Regions from separate parts of the Mus musculus genome. Here all the other regions are linked to region 2. A link is a contact called in public Hi-C data. All regions are on one chromosome and are shown on one strand. The core of a region is the stretch at or near the end of the contact, and the rest is flanking DNA. Distances in the headings are between cores, read along the strand shown. Region 1 overlaps Mnat1 (menage a trois 1). Region 2 overlaps Slc38a6 (solute carrier family 38, member 6). Region 3 has its middle 16 kb from the start of Gm33929.

Evidence for each region. Hi-C and Micro-C count contacts between places; a contact is called where the count stands out from the background.
Region 1: a contact with region 2 is called in a Hi-C map of muscle stem cells, with 1.7 times the contacts expected there. The contact joins two enhancer-like sites. A contact is called at or near these places in 1 of 15 datasets of contacts at CTCF or cohesin (the NIH/3T3 cell line), 2 of 484 Hi-C or Micro-C datasets (muscle stem cells and nephron progenitors) and 3 of 9 other capture datasets (adipose tissue, liver and pancreatic islet).
Region 3: a contact with region 2 is called in a Hi-C map of embryonic fibroblasts, with 2.0 times the contacts expected there. The contact joins two enhancer-like sites. A contact is called at or near these places in 1 of 15 datasets of contacts at CTCF or cohesin (the NIH/3T3 cell line), 12 of 484 Hi-C or Micro-C datasets (B cells, the Ba/F3 cell line, the HPC-5 cell line and 7 more), 2 of 115 datasets of contacts at active chromatin or transcription factors (bone marrow-derived dendritic cells and bone marrow-derived macrophages) and 2 of 9 other capture datasets (embryonic stem cells and pancreatic islet).

Annotation. Positions count from the first base shown.
Region 1 is chr12:73,239,825-73,243,683 of GRCm38.p6, forward strand. The region is part of intron 7 of Mnat1 (menage a trois 1); the gene reads left to right. Among named protein-coding and RNA genes, the nearest start is that of Trmt5, 45 kb to the right of the region's middle. Within about 2 kb of position 2,272, at least 62 of the 459 cell types and tissues checked have an H3K27ac peak or open chromatin away from gene starts, as enhancers often do. A contact at or near this core is called in muscle stem cells, where this site is marked.
Region 2 is chr12:73,323,419-73,327,304 of GRCm38.p6, forward strand. The region is part of intron 5 of Slc38a6 (solute carrier family 38, member 6); the gene reads left to right. Among named protein-coding and RNA genes, the nearest start is that of Slc38a6, 39 kb to the left of the region's middle. Within about 2 kb of position 1,518, at least 95 of the 459 cell types and tissues checked have an H3K27ac peak or open chromatin away from gene starts, as enhancers often do. A contact at or near this core is called in embryonic fibroblasts and muscle stem cells, where this site is marked.
Region 3 is chr12:73,427,041-73,431,048 of GRCm38.p6, forward strand. No RefSeq gene overlaps it. Among named protein-coding and RNA genes, the nearest start is that of Gm33929, 16 kb to the right of the region's middle. Within about 2 kb of position 1,256, at least 34 of the 459 cell types and tissues checked have an H3K27ac peak or open chromatin away from gene starts, as enhancers often do. A contact at or near this core is called in embryonic fibroblasts, where this site is marked.

The DNA of each region.
Region 1 (3,859 bases), core at 1,022-3,521, 83 kb before region 2:
GGGCCAAACCTATTTAAACCACCACAAATGCCCCACTGTCAGTACCATTTCCTGAAAGGATTCCTTTCCTCACTGAACTCCTTAGAGTCCTGTGTTTAACCTTCTGTTCCTAGTAATTTTTAATGCATCTGAGCCAAGCTGTGGGATAGAGTTCTAAACTTTTCCCTGCTCTGGGAAGCTGTGCCTTTTCATGTGTAGCTTTAAGCCTATCTTAAATGGTAATAATGAATATTCAAATATATATTAAATCTGAGAAATTTAGAATGTTGGATGCTTTTGTTTGTTTGTTTGTGTTTATTTGCCTTTTTGAGATAAGATCTGATTATATTGTTGCCCTGGTTGGTCTCTATCTCATGGATTCAACAATTCTGCCAAGAAGCTGGGACTAAACAAATGTATGAATCATTGCACCAGATGTTTCCAAGTTAAAATGTGAAAATAATAAGGAAGCATTTCATATTTTTCTGTCAATTTATAATTAAATCTTGAAATAAATGTGAAATTTCAAAAAATCTGAAACTTGAAAAAAAAATCAAACAACTAAGTATTTTGATGGGAAATACCCACATTCAACCCCAAACAAGCAAACACCTGACCTTCTAATGTCAAAAGGTCTACATTTTGTTTCTTCAAACTTCAAAGTTTTGCATGTAGAGGTTAGAAAAATACAGTGTGTTTTGCTAAATCAAAACTGATTTCTATAGTTACTTTTCCAGGTCAAAAAGTAGAGATCATTAAAGTGGTGTTACTTTTGGCTATGAAATAAAGACTAAGGCCAATCAGTTCTTTGAAAGTTGCTTAGGAAGTTGCCCTCCTTGAAGATGGTTTTGAACAATTCTTTATTATTATTATTATTATTATTATTATTATTAATTTTTTCTAGACTGTTTCCAACAGGTTGTCAGCTTTCCTCAGTACACGTCTGTCACCAGCTTTGTTTCTTTATTCCATTGCACTCCAGACTTACCATAGCGTGTCACCTCACCTCTCCACCATCTCTCTTCTAGATATTAGGGTGCGCTGCATGCTGCAAAGCATGTCAACTTGAACCCTTAGTCACGTGCTCTGACCCCACCATAAAATTATTCTTGTTGCTACTTCATATAATTTTGCTACTGTTATGAATTGTAATGTAAATATCTCTGTTTTCTAGTGGTCTTAGGCGATCAATCCTTGTAAAAAGGAGTCATTCGACCTCCAAAGGGTAGTGACCCAGACCTTGAGAACCTCCAGTCTATCATGTGGGTTCTATGGCTATAACTCAGGTTGTCAGGTTTTCTGGCAAATACTGTCACTCTCTGAGCCACTTTGTTGACGCGCTCCAATCTCCTGAGGCACAGAGGATTGGAAATTAACTTTTTAAACTGTGGAGAAATTAATAAGTATAGTGGATAGTGCCCAGTACCAAGATCTTCTTCCTCATGAAATACATGCTGTAGGCAAGGATTATGACTTATCAGCTATGGCTCCCCCATCTCAGCTGTTGATAGACTAGAGTGAGTGTGTCACGTATATAGAATAGCATAATGCTGGAGTGGCTCAAGCAAGACACCATAGTAATGGACACTGGAGCTCTGCATTTAAGGTTGAATGCGTGCTAATAGCATACAGGGCCATTCATCAGAGAAAGGCTGTGCAGAACCTCAGAAGTTAGGGGGAAACAGTTTTGAAAGAGTGTGATGCCTTTGAGAGAAGTGTAAGTAGTTTAGTCTAACAAGAGCACAGGGTTCTTAGCAGAGAATATCACAGACTAGTTAGGATCAGATCACAAAGAATCTTGTTTTCTATCACAGTCTCTTGGATGAAATAATACTGTCTGCTCCCTTTTTTTTCTGTGTCCTAGATCAAAATAGAAATTCCATTGCTACTTCTATAACTAGACTCTGAAAAATTACACTGTATGAGTGGGGAGCTTAAAGCTGACATGTTGGGTAGTCAGCTTTATGTTTTAGAATGGTATATATGGAAGACATGCTTGAAAGGCCAAGATTTTTTTAAAAAAGAAAAAAAATTTTTAAAGCTCAAGAAAGAGAAGTCTAAGCACTAAACACAGGCCTGAGAGGATGTCTTTAGAGATTTAAAGTCCTCTGCCTCAGGACTCAGTAGCTGGCTTCAGGAAACGGTGTGGCAAGGAAGACGCCAAGCTTTGTCTTGACTGTCAGCATGGCTCTCAGATGCCCTTTCCAGAGAGACGAGGCTTCCCTTAGCTGTGCGGTCTCTAGAATGTACCACCAGACACCGTCTTTGTGAGCTAGTACAATAAACATCTGAATGACTGGTGCAGCTGCTGGGGCCTGCCTTCTCAGTCAGTCAGGACAAGCGTTGCATTTAGTCTGCTGCCAGAGAACACATGCAGCTGCTGCGTCCTGCTGATGCACCGCCAACATTTGCCACAGCTGCTAGGCTGGACCAAAATAGGCAGACTGGGAGACACGTGCCCCCAAAGCTCACTCTCAGCACTGGGTGCAACTCAAGGATTTGATCCATCATAATGTGCATGTGTGTGCATGTGTGTGCATGTGTGGGTGCGTGCGCGTGTGTGCTTTTTAAAAAGTTGATCTTAGATGAGTATTAAGTGTTATGATTGTGGAGTTGTAACAAACCCAATGTCAGTCTTGCCGTGTAACCGAGAACCCATTATTTATGCTGAGGAACCCAGCAGGCTGTTCACACTTTATATTCGGTTGTCACAGAACTTGGGTGTTACTAGAACATTGGCTTGTGTTTAACACTTTGCTGTTTCTGGAATATTTGTAGTTCTTACCAATTTTATTGTTCCCAATTTCACACTGTCCGGTTCTCTTTTCCATTGGTTTCATATTCAACTACAAACTTCCCCCATCCCCAGCATACATGTTTATTTTTGCTTTGTACAAATGCCTTGAGTTTTCCTGTCTTCAAGACTGTTTTCTTCATCTTGCTTTATGATTCACTGCTTTTAGAAGATCAAATAGTTAGTCTCTGGCTCAAGTGGTTAAGTTATTGATGAGTGGAGTAGATGCATCAATTGTACTCATTGTCACATTGTGACGGGGGAACCGCCTTGAATAAGTTATCACTGTTTATGCTTGTTGTTGACCTAAAATAAATGTGCCATTTTAATAAAATAGGCAATGACACAAAATATTTTTTTGTGTGAGAAGACCTCTGTGGTGTTCTATCCTTCCGCTTCTGTTTTCATTAATTTATGGCGATTGCTGTGATCTGGACTTGTTGACTAGAGCCAGTCCTGGCCATATTTATGTCTGAAATAATCCATTGCAGTCATTTGGTGTCTTTCCACTTTTGTAAGCTTATCTTAGTGTTTAAATCATAGCTTCATTTAGGAAAGGGGCTCTTAGATCCCAGTGGCTGCCTTTAGGTGGTGGTTCCTTTTGGATGATCAGGAGATTGGCGTTTGGTCACTACTGTTTCTGTTGTTGAGACAGGGTCTCACTATCTAGCCCTGGCTGACCTGGACCTTACTCTGTAGACCAGGCTGGCCTGAAACTCATATTGATCCACCAGCTTCTGCCCCCAAGTTTGGGAATCTAAGGCATTGTGCCACCATGCTGAGTAAGCCTTTATCTTTTAGATTATCCAGCCCCATCACACTGTTTATTAAATAGAGCATATTAAGTTTTCACAGCAAAGAGACTGCTCTTCATTTAATAATTTCAAATGAATCTTTCACTTCTGTTTTTCGCTTGACTGCTTTTTAAAAGACAAATACCTTTAGCTGGAAAAAAAATTTTTTTTCCTTTCCAAAAGCAGGCAGGCACTATGCTTACTTCACCCTCCCCACTTTCTCTCCCTTGCCACTAACATTAAGATTCTCATTACTTAAAAAAAAAAACCAAAACACCAAATCACAACAACA
Region 2 (3,886 bases), core at 268-2,767:
GAGTGCCCCACAGTCAGGAAGTGGAGAGCAGGGGTTAGTGGTGCTCCCCTTCTGTCCCCATTTTCTTTAATCCAGGACTCCTTCCCACAGAGTGACACTGTCCACAGTCCTGGGGTGGCTCTTTCAGCCACAGTTAAACTTGTCTCCCAGGAGTTCTAGATCCTGTCAAGTTGACAAATGTTGTTAGCCATTACACCCAGCTTCTCGCTCTCTTTTTAAGTTAAAGACTTTTCACAAAATATATGTCATGCATATCTCCTGTGGCCCCAACTTCTGTTCTGTGCTATGTAATGTTTAAACATCTTCACCTTCTTGTTTTAATCCCTAACACTAAAAGGAAAAACAAGAGCAAAATGATCATAAATTCATAAATTACATTTGACTACTTATTCTGTGGGTCTTTGGTGAAGGCCTGGTTTATTCCCTTACCATAGTCATAAACAAACAGGCACTCACGCTGACCACAGGCACCAGTGTGACTTACCAAAGTGACTGTGGTAGGGGCTTCCTTCCAATAACCTGTGAAAATGCCAATTATGACATTTAGGGCTCTTAAGGTTTTAGAGTTATTGGCCTTTAGAACATGGAGAGCCATAAGAAAATGATCTGGTCTCTCAGCAGTGATTTGGAGCCTGAATGAGGCGAGGACCAGCTGTAGCTCTCTGTGTCCCCTGCCTTCAGCAGAGCTAGCGTTTGCTGTGAGAAAGTTTCTGCTGGGCCAGAGGGAGAAAGGAGCCATCCTAGAGCGTTAATGTTGAATGTTGTTGCTGGCAAGAGAATGCGAGTGCTGGGTTTGAACTTACTGAAGTACCTTCTAAGAGGACCGAGTAGTGTGGTGGGAAGGCCAGCTGTTCTCACAGCGCCTGCTGTTTCATTACTCACTCTTCCCACCATCTGAAAAATAGTCAGTTTCACATGAAATTAAACTTCTGTGGTAGACCATTCCGTAGGCGGCACTGTCACTGGAAATCAAACAGCAAACCTCCCCTCAGCTCAGTTACGCCAAGGAAAGTCCTACTCACTCTTGGAAGTCCACGGCTAAAGCAGAGCCACTTAATGTTCCTAATTCACACATCTTGCTCAACTCACAACATTTCCATGAGTGGCTCTGAGCAGCGGGCCAACTTCCTCTACTTCTATAATATGTGAGTCTTCATGGCTTAGCTCCTAGGGCCTCACAGAAGATTAACCATTGACTCGCTGTACGTTGTCAGGAGAAACCTAGCTTCACGGGAACCTCCCGAAATGGCTAGGATGGCCCAAGTTTTCCGGACTGGAAAGTCTGGCACCGAATCCACAGACGTTAGCAGCCTTGATTAATGCCTCAGTTCGGGCTATTAGGTGTGGGAGAACCACAGCTGCCTATGCACTAAGATAGCTCAGAGTCTGCATCTTACAGACAAGACCCAGCAAACAACCACAGTCCATGATGAAATGTTAGACAGCTTATATTGTGTTCTTCCTCTTCTTATGACTGTGAAGGAGGAGCCCAGGGTAGTGATACAGGGACAGGTCTGGCCTGTCCCTCAGGAGCTGGGCTTGGAAGTGCTGCTACACCACCATCTGCTGGTCAGGCACACTGCAGCTTTGTGGTTGGTTGGTTGTTTTGTTTTGTTTTGCTTTAAAACCTGAACAGTATTATCTCCAAATTCTAGAAAATATTGCAAAAGTCTAGAAGTATGGGAAATTTGAGAGGAGTCCCTTTTCACAAGTCAGAGGCCTAAACAAACAGAGGCACTATGGCATTTGCCTTGACAAAATTTAGTAGTAACATCATTTCAAAAGCAGTGCATTAGCAGTTATTTCAGTTGACGTTTGATAACAAGATTTTAAAAATAGATGACTCTGTGTGTGTGTGTGTGTGTGTGTGTGTGTGTGTGTGTGTGTGTGTGTCTGAGGATTGCATGCAGGCTAAGCAGGCTTTTCCCCTAGCCCTCCTTTCCCTTCTGTTAGAGACAAGCAGGCCTTGAACTTCTTGATCCTCTGATATCAGCCCCGAGTCACTGGAATTCTAGAGCCTAGCCACTAGGCCTGCTTCTCTGGTCCTGCTTAGGTTTAGGGTCTTAACAAACTGTAAAATAAGGGCTCTTTTAGGACAGTGAAGTAACATTTTCCACCATGTGAAATTTTTTCCAGTTTTGCACAACTTAGGGAAATTACATTGTTTTATAGAGATTTTGAGGGAAAAAAAAAAGGATTCTTCTTAAGAAAGAGACTGATACAGTTTGAGTGGGTCTAAAATTTCCATGCATTTAGAAATCTAGTGGAAACACCAGGTTAATGAGCCATCTTGAATACAGTAGTTATTATCCATGACTAAAGACAAACCATGGAAAGACAAACCATAGTGCCTCTGTTTGTTTAGGCCTCTGACTAACCTCTGAGCGTTGCTGGGCTCCCCACCCCCAACCCCGCGAGTGCTGAGAACCCAGTGCTATTTTTAAAATAGCTGAATGTCATCCCAGCTTCATGCATGTTCTCCTAAGTGCCTGACAACATGACTGATTGTCTTTTAGACAAATGATTGTTTAGACCCAAACTCAGTCAAGTCTTTTCTTTCTTAAAGTTATGTGGTTAACTAATGACAAACGGAGAAATATCTCAGGTTGCTTGGGGAGCGCTAGTTCTAAAGCTTAGAGACACAGGGGAAGGGGATTGCTTTTTGTCTTTTCTTTCAGGTTTCAGTGATGTGTTAAATCTCTGATACATGCAAATAGGAGACTTTCTCTTTGCAGCTCTGCCTCTACTGACATGCAACTAAATAATGACAGCAGATACTATGAAGTCCTGGCATGAAGCTCATGAATTTTGAGCCAGTTACTCCAACAAACGGGCTACAGCCCCAAATGGACTCCATTAACAAAGCAGGATGTCTCCAGTGTGGTGCAAAACTTTGATCTTCATTAGAGAGATGGTTATTTTCTTTGAGCCCAGCTGATGAACTCAGCAGCCAAAAGCTGTTTGTTGCTTAAATGCTGATAAAAATAAATAAAGGCTTCATTCTAGAGAGGGCCCTTTGACAGAGTTTTCTTATTTTTCTTGGCTTTGGCTGATGGCTTCCCCCACCTGCCCAGGGCAAACTAGCTTGTAATAGAGCGAGCCCCTCAAGTCAGACCAACTGTTTGCACCAGCACCCACGTAGCAAATGTGTGCACAGGACTCCCAATCTCTGTGGGCGAAATCATGGCTTCCTGGCAGGTCAGTATGAAAAAGGTGTGCAAAGAACTTCCTATCACTTAGAATGTAGCCAAGCATGGAAGATGCTTGCTGTGCTCAGTGTGAGCAGTGTCCTCATTCTCTAGCCTTGCTCCTCTGTGTCCAAACTCATGACTCCCATGACCTCAGGCAGTAGTGAGACTTTTCTACCTGCTGTTGCCTGACCAGACGTCTCTGTCTCAGTGCTTTCCTGATGGAACCATCGCTTTTCCATGTGATTTTTCAATTCCTGTGTCTTGACTAGGTTGACAGCATTCTTCATTTTCTTTCCAGCATAGTTTCATTCAAAACAAAGGGGAAAGAATACCTATTCGGCTAATGTGGTGAAACTAACTGATTTGTAATGGCTGATAACTGTCGTCCAGGTGTATCTTAGACACGGATCTTGGCTCTGGTGTTAAGGAGGCCAGAACTGTTTGCCTGTAACTGTGGTCCTTGTGGATGACGCTGGTCAGCCATTAATTTGGAGGAAGCATGTTGTATTAGGAGTCTGTACCATGGAGAGATTCCAGCAAAAATCATTTACAAATTTTTGCTTATGGCCTGTCTCTCCAAGATGTCTTAAGCATTTCCTTATGCCATTAATAGAAGACATGGGACAAAAGACAAGGCAACCAGCTTTTCAACCTAGTGACCTTCTGGTTAAAAACAGTGGATATATGAGCTTTTC
Region 3 (4,008 bases), core at 6-2,505, 100 kb after region 2:
ACCCATGAGAAAATTATTAACAAAACACTGACATTCCATGGTTCATATGAACTCTCAGAAACTGGGCTAGGATTTGACACAACACACTTGAATTTGGACCACCTGCATTTACAGGGATCAAAAGCCACACATGGCCTCCGAGATGGCTTGCCTGGTAAAGAAACCTGCTGCCAAGCCCGATGACCCGAGTTTAATCCCAGGGACCCTCGTCTCGGAAGGAAAGGACTGACTGTTGAAAAACTTGTACGTCAGTCTCCACATGTACGTCAGGGCACATGCCCAAAGGGGCACGCAAATTTAATTATAAATATTAAATATAATAATTTATAACTTATAATTTTAATTTTGGTGATACATACACACATACATAATACATATGGATATATGAGAGAGAACGAGCAAGTCTCTTTTAACCATAGCTTTGTATTGTAGCTTTTTATAGATTTATTTCTATAAAGTTTATTATAAAATTTACAAATAAATAAAAACACCACACACGAAAATTAACCAGACACACATACACACTAAATAAACGGAATAAAAAACTTAAAGCCACACGTGGTAAGTGGCCAGTGCTTTGGGCAGTACAGGTTTTGACACCAGTTAAAGGATCTGATTTCAGTGTGAGGAAGCTTTGCTAACCTCAGTCCTGTGACAGTGGGGGCCGCCTGACAATGAAGGGGTGTCCCGAGCACTGTACAATATTTATCCATAACCCCCTGGATTCCACCCAGTAGACGCCAGCAACACTCCATGTCCCAGGGTAACAATTAAAAAAAAAAGTCCTCAATGCCAAAGGTTGCTTTGTACCGGGAACCTCTGGCCGTGGCTCGAAGGAGCTGCACGTGGGAATATACCTGGCACTGCCCGGAAAATGTCAGCCACATCAACCAGTTTGATGAAAGACCTAAAAGCGTGTACTGAAACTTTGGTAAGAAAACCCGAGGCCAGCTCTGCCGCTGAAGCATTTGAAGTTTGCTCCCTCGGCACAGATAGCCATCAAAGAATTTGGTGGAGGGGAATTAAATTAGCAAAGTTGTAAATTAAAAACATTTTCTTCCATCTTTGAAAAACCCAAATTCTTTTCTTTCTCTTACTGGCATCAATTCTCCGCTCCCACCCCCCACTCCCGTTCCAACCCCCGCTAAAGAAAAGCATCATTTTAAAGAGTTAGTGCCCCCACCCTGCATCTAGGGGGTGGTTTTTTATTAAATTCCAGAAGAGGGCTGGGTTTCCAAAGCCATCAACCAGGCTCTTGGTGAGCAGGCTCCCTGCCACTTCGCTGACATTCCACCCGCAGGAGGAGTGGAAGATCAACTGCAAGCAGGCCGAGTGGCTGCGGCTGATGCTTCGGGGTTTCCTGAGGGCTTTGCTGGTGTAAGAGTGAGGCTGAGGCGGAAGCCTAATGATGTCCGAAGGACCTGACCATGGCTAAATTGCTCCATTTGCTCAACACCTAATGTCTACAGCGGCCTCTAAGTCCAATAATCATAGCACCAGGAACAAAGTGGAATAGTGTGCGGAGCCGGGTTTTTTTCTTTGATCACGTGATCACACAGCCCGGAAGGCAGCGAGTATATTGCAGATACTTATTTGAGAATGTGTTATTTGGGGGTGGGGGTGGGGGATATAGCCTCCCACTGCTCCCTAGTTCCTTCCACTGGCTACCTTCCATCCTGTCCTAGAAGGCTGACCTCTATGACTGCATGACTGGACTCTTCTGCCTGCTGAGCTCTTGCTAGGTTCAGCCAGAGGGAAGCCCTGCAGGAGATCAGAGAGGGAAGGGAGACTGGGATTGGACTGTGGGTTACCAGAGATCTTAGTTCCTACAAGGTCAGACTTCCCTAGACCTCCAGAACCACTCTCCTGTCCTTTGCAGACTTCTTGGAAAGGCACAGTGCTGTCATCAGCTCCAGGCTACTGCCTCATGGATGGCAATTCCCTAGCAAGCCTCATGTGGATTCACAAACTCCTTAGTCATCCCTCTGTCATCCTGACCCCTTAAAGCACTCTTCTCAAAGGAGGTCATCATGTGATATCTCAGACAAAATAGGGCTGGCTGTAAGGTCCCAGTGGAGTACCCTAAGTCTAGGCTAGGGTCCCTGTGGGCAGTGGTCCATGCTCCCTCCTCTCCTTCCTATCCTGTGTGTGTGTGGTCAGTAGATGCTCTGAGGAGCTTCAGGACTCATGTTTACATGGAGCCATCTTGTGGGGGTCCAGTTTGGGTAGAGTACCCCCAGGAATAGATTGTTCCCAATGGCTGTATGCATTTGTGCAATTGTTGAACACTAGGCCTGTGTGGTGCTTGCTGACCAGCTGACTTGGAGTGACTCAGATATCTTATATCCATAGCAGTCTTGCAAAAGAAATATTTACCTGTTACTCTACATACCTTAAGACTAGTCTTGAGTGGGTATGCATATTGACAATATGTAGTTCAGGTATTGAGACTATAGATAATTATTTTGGACATACACACACACACACACACACACAGAGAGAGAGAGAGAGAGAGAGAGAGAGAGAGAGAGAGAGGAGAGAGGTAAATGAGCAAGTATCTTTTACCATAGCTTTGTATTGTAGCTTTTTAAAGATTGATTTCTATAAAGTTTATTATAAAATTTGCAAATAAATAAAAATATCACACACAAAAACCAGACGCAAAAAACCAGCCACAAAGTCTATATAAGTCAATGAGTCTCTATACACATGGAACTCTCTGGGTATCAGCCCAAGATGGATCATAGAGGTTTTCTTTTTTTAATTTTTAAATGTTATTAATTTTTTAAATGTGTATGGATGCTTTGCCTGCATGTGTGTCAGTGTGTCACATGTGTGCTGGTGCCAGAGGAGACAAGAAAAGAGCATAAAATCCCTTGGTTGGTTAAGGGCTGCCTTATGAGTGCTGGGATTTGAACCTGAGTCTCTGGAAGAGCAGGTAGTACTCTTAACCTCTGAGGGCATCTCTCCAGCCACAGACTATGGTTCTTTAGGGCAGAAAGAGACTGTCCGTGAACAGAGTGGACAAAGCACTTATAAAGAGCTGAGCATGGGCAGACATGGAAGAGTCCGCAGTTAGAGTAAGTTGGCACCTTTCTAAGGGTGGGTATGCCTTTCCACCAATATCCGGAGGTACTGAGGAGGACCCTGAGCTGGTGGAGGACTCACCGTTAAATATTTAGTAGGATTAGTGAGAATTCCACTGTGTTTACTTTTCCTCTGAATGTCATTTGAGAACATGTGATAGCTCTAGCAAGGAAAAAAATTATTTAAAACAAACATTTGACAAAAATCTCCAATATTGAAGACATGGTTTCTTGAGTAGACTGTGAGGCCCTTAGGTGCTTTATTAGGGAGGCGCGGCACACATTGAGCTGAAGGAGCCTAAGACCCTACAGAACTAGAAGAAAACAAACTCCTGTTGTTGAAGCTCCATAGGCTACAGTATTCTGGTACATCAGCCTAAGAAAATGAATATATGAATCACACAATAATCCTAGCATTCTGGAAGCTAAGGAGTGGGGAATCACAAGTTCAAAAACAGCCTTAAAGGCATCATGAGACTCTCTGAAATAACAAAGGTAACACACAGGATTGTTTAGTGGAATGTGACAGAGAAAGAAAGTAAGAACTGGGTTTTTCTTGTTGTTTGAGACAGAGTCTTACTATGTAGCCCTGGCTGGCCAGGAACTCATGGAGATACATCTGCCCTGAGTAACTATGTGCTTCCTTCCTGAGTATTATAACTAAAGGCATACATCATCATATCAGGCTGTTCTTGAGATAGGATTTCACTATGTAGTTCTGGATGGCCTGGTCAGATATGTAAGACAGGCTAGCCTTGAACTTGCAGAGATTTTCCTGCCTCTACTTCCCAAGTGCTAGGATTAAAGGCATGAATTACCATTGAAACGGTTTTGATCTGCATCATGATCAAAAGTTAGAAAACAGATGAATTAATATACCCATTATGGTTTGAGTATAAAATACCCTCTATAGGTCTCATAT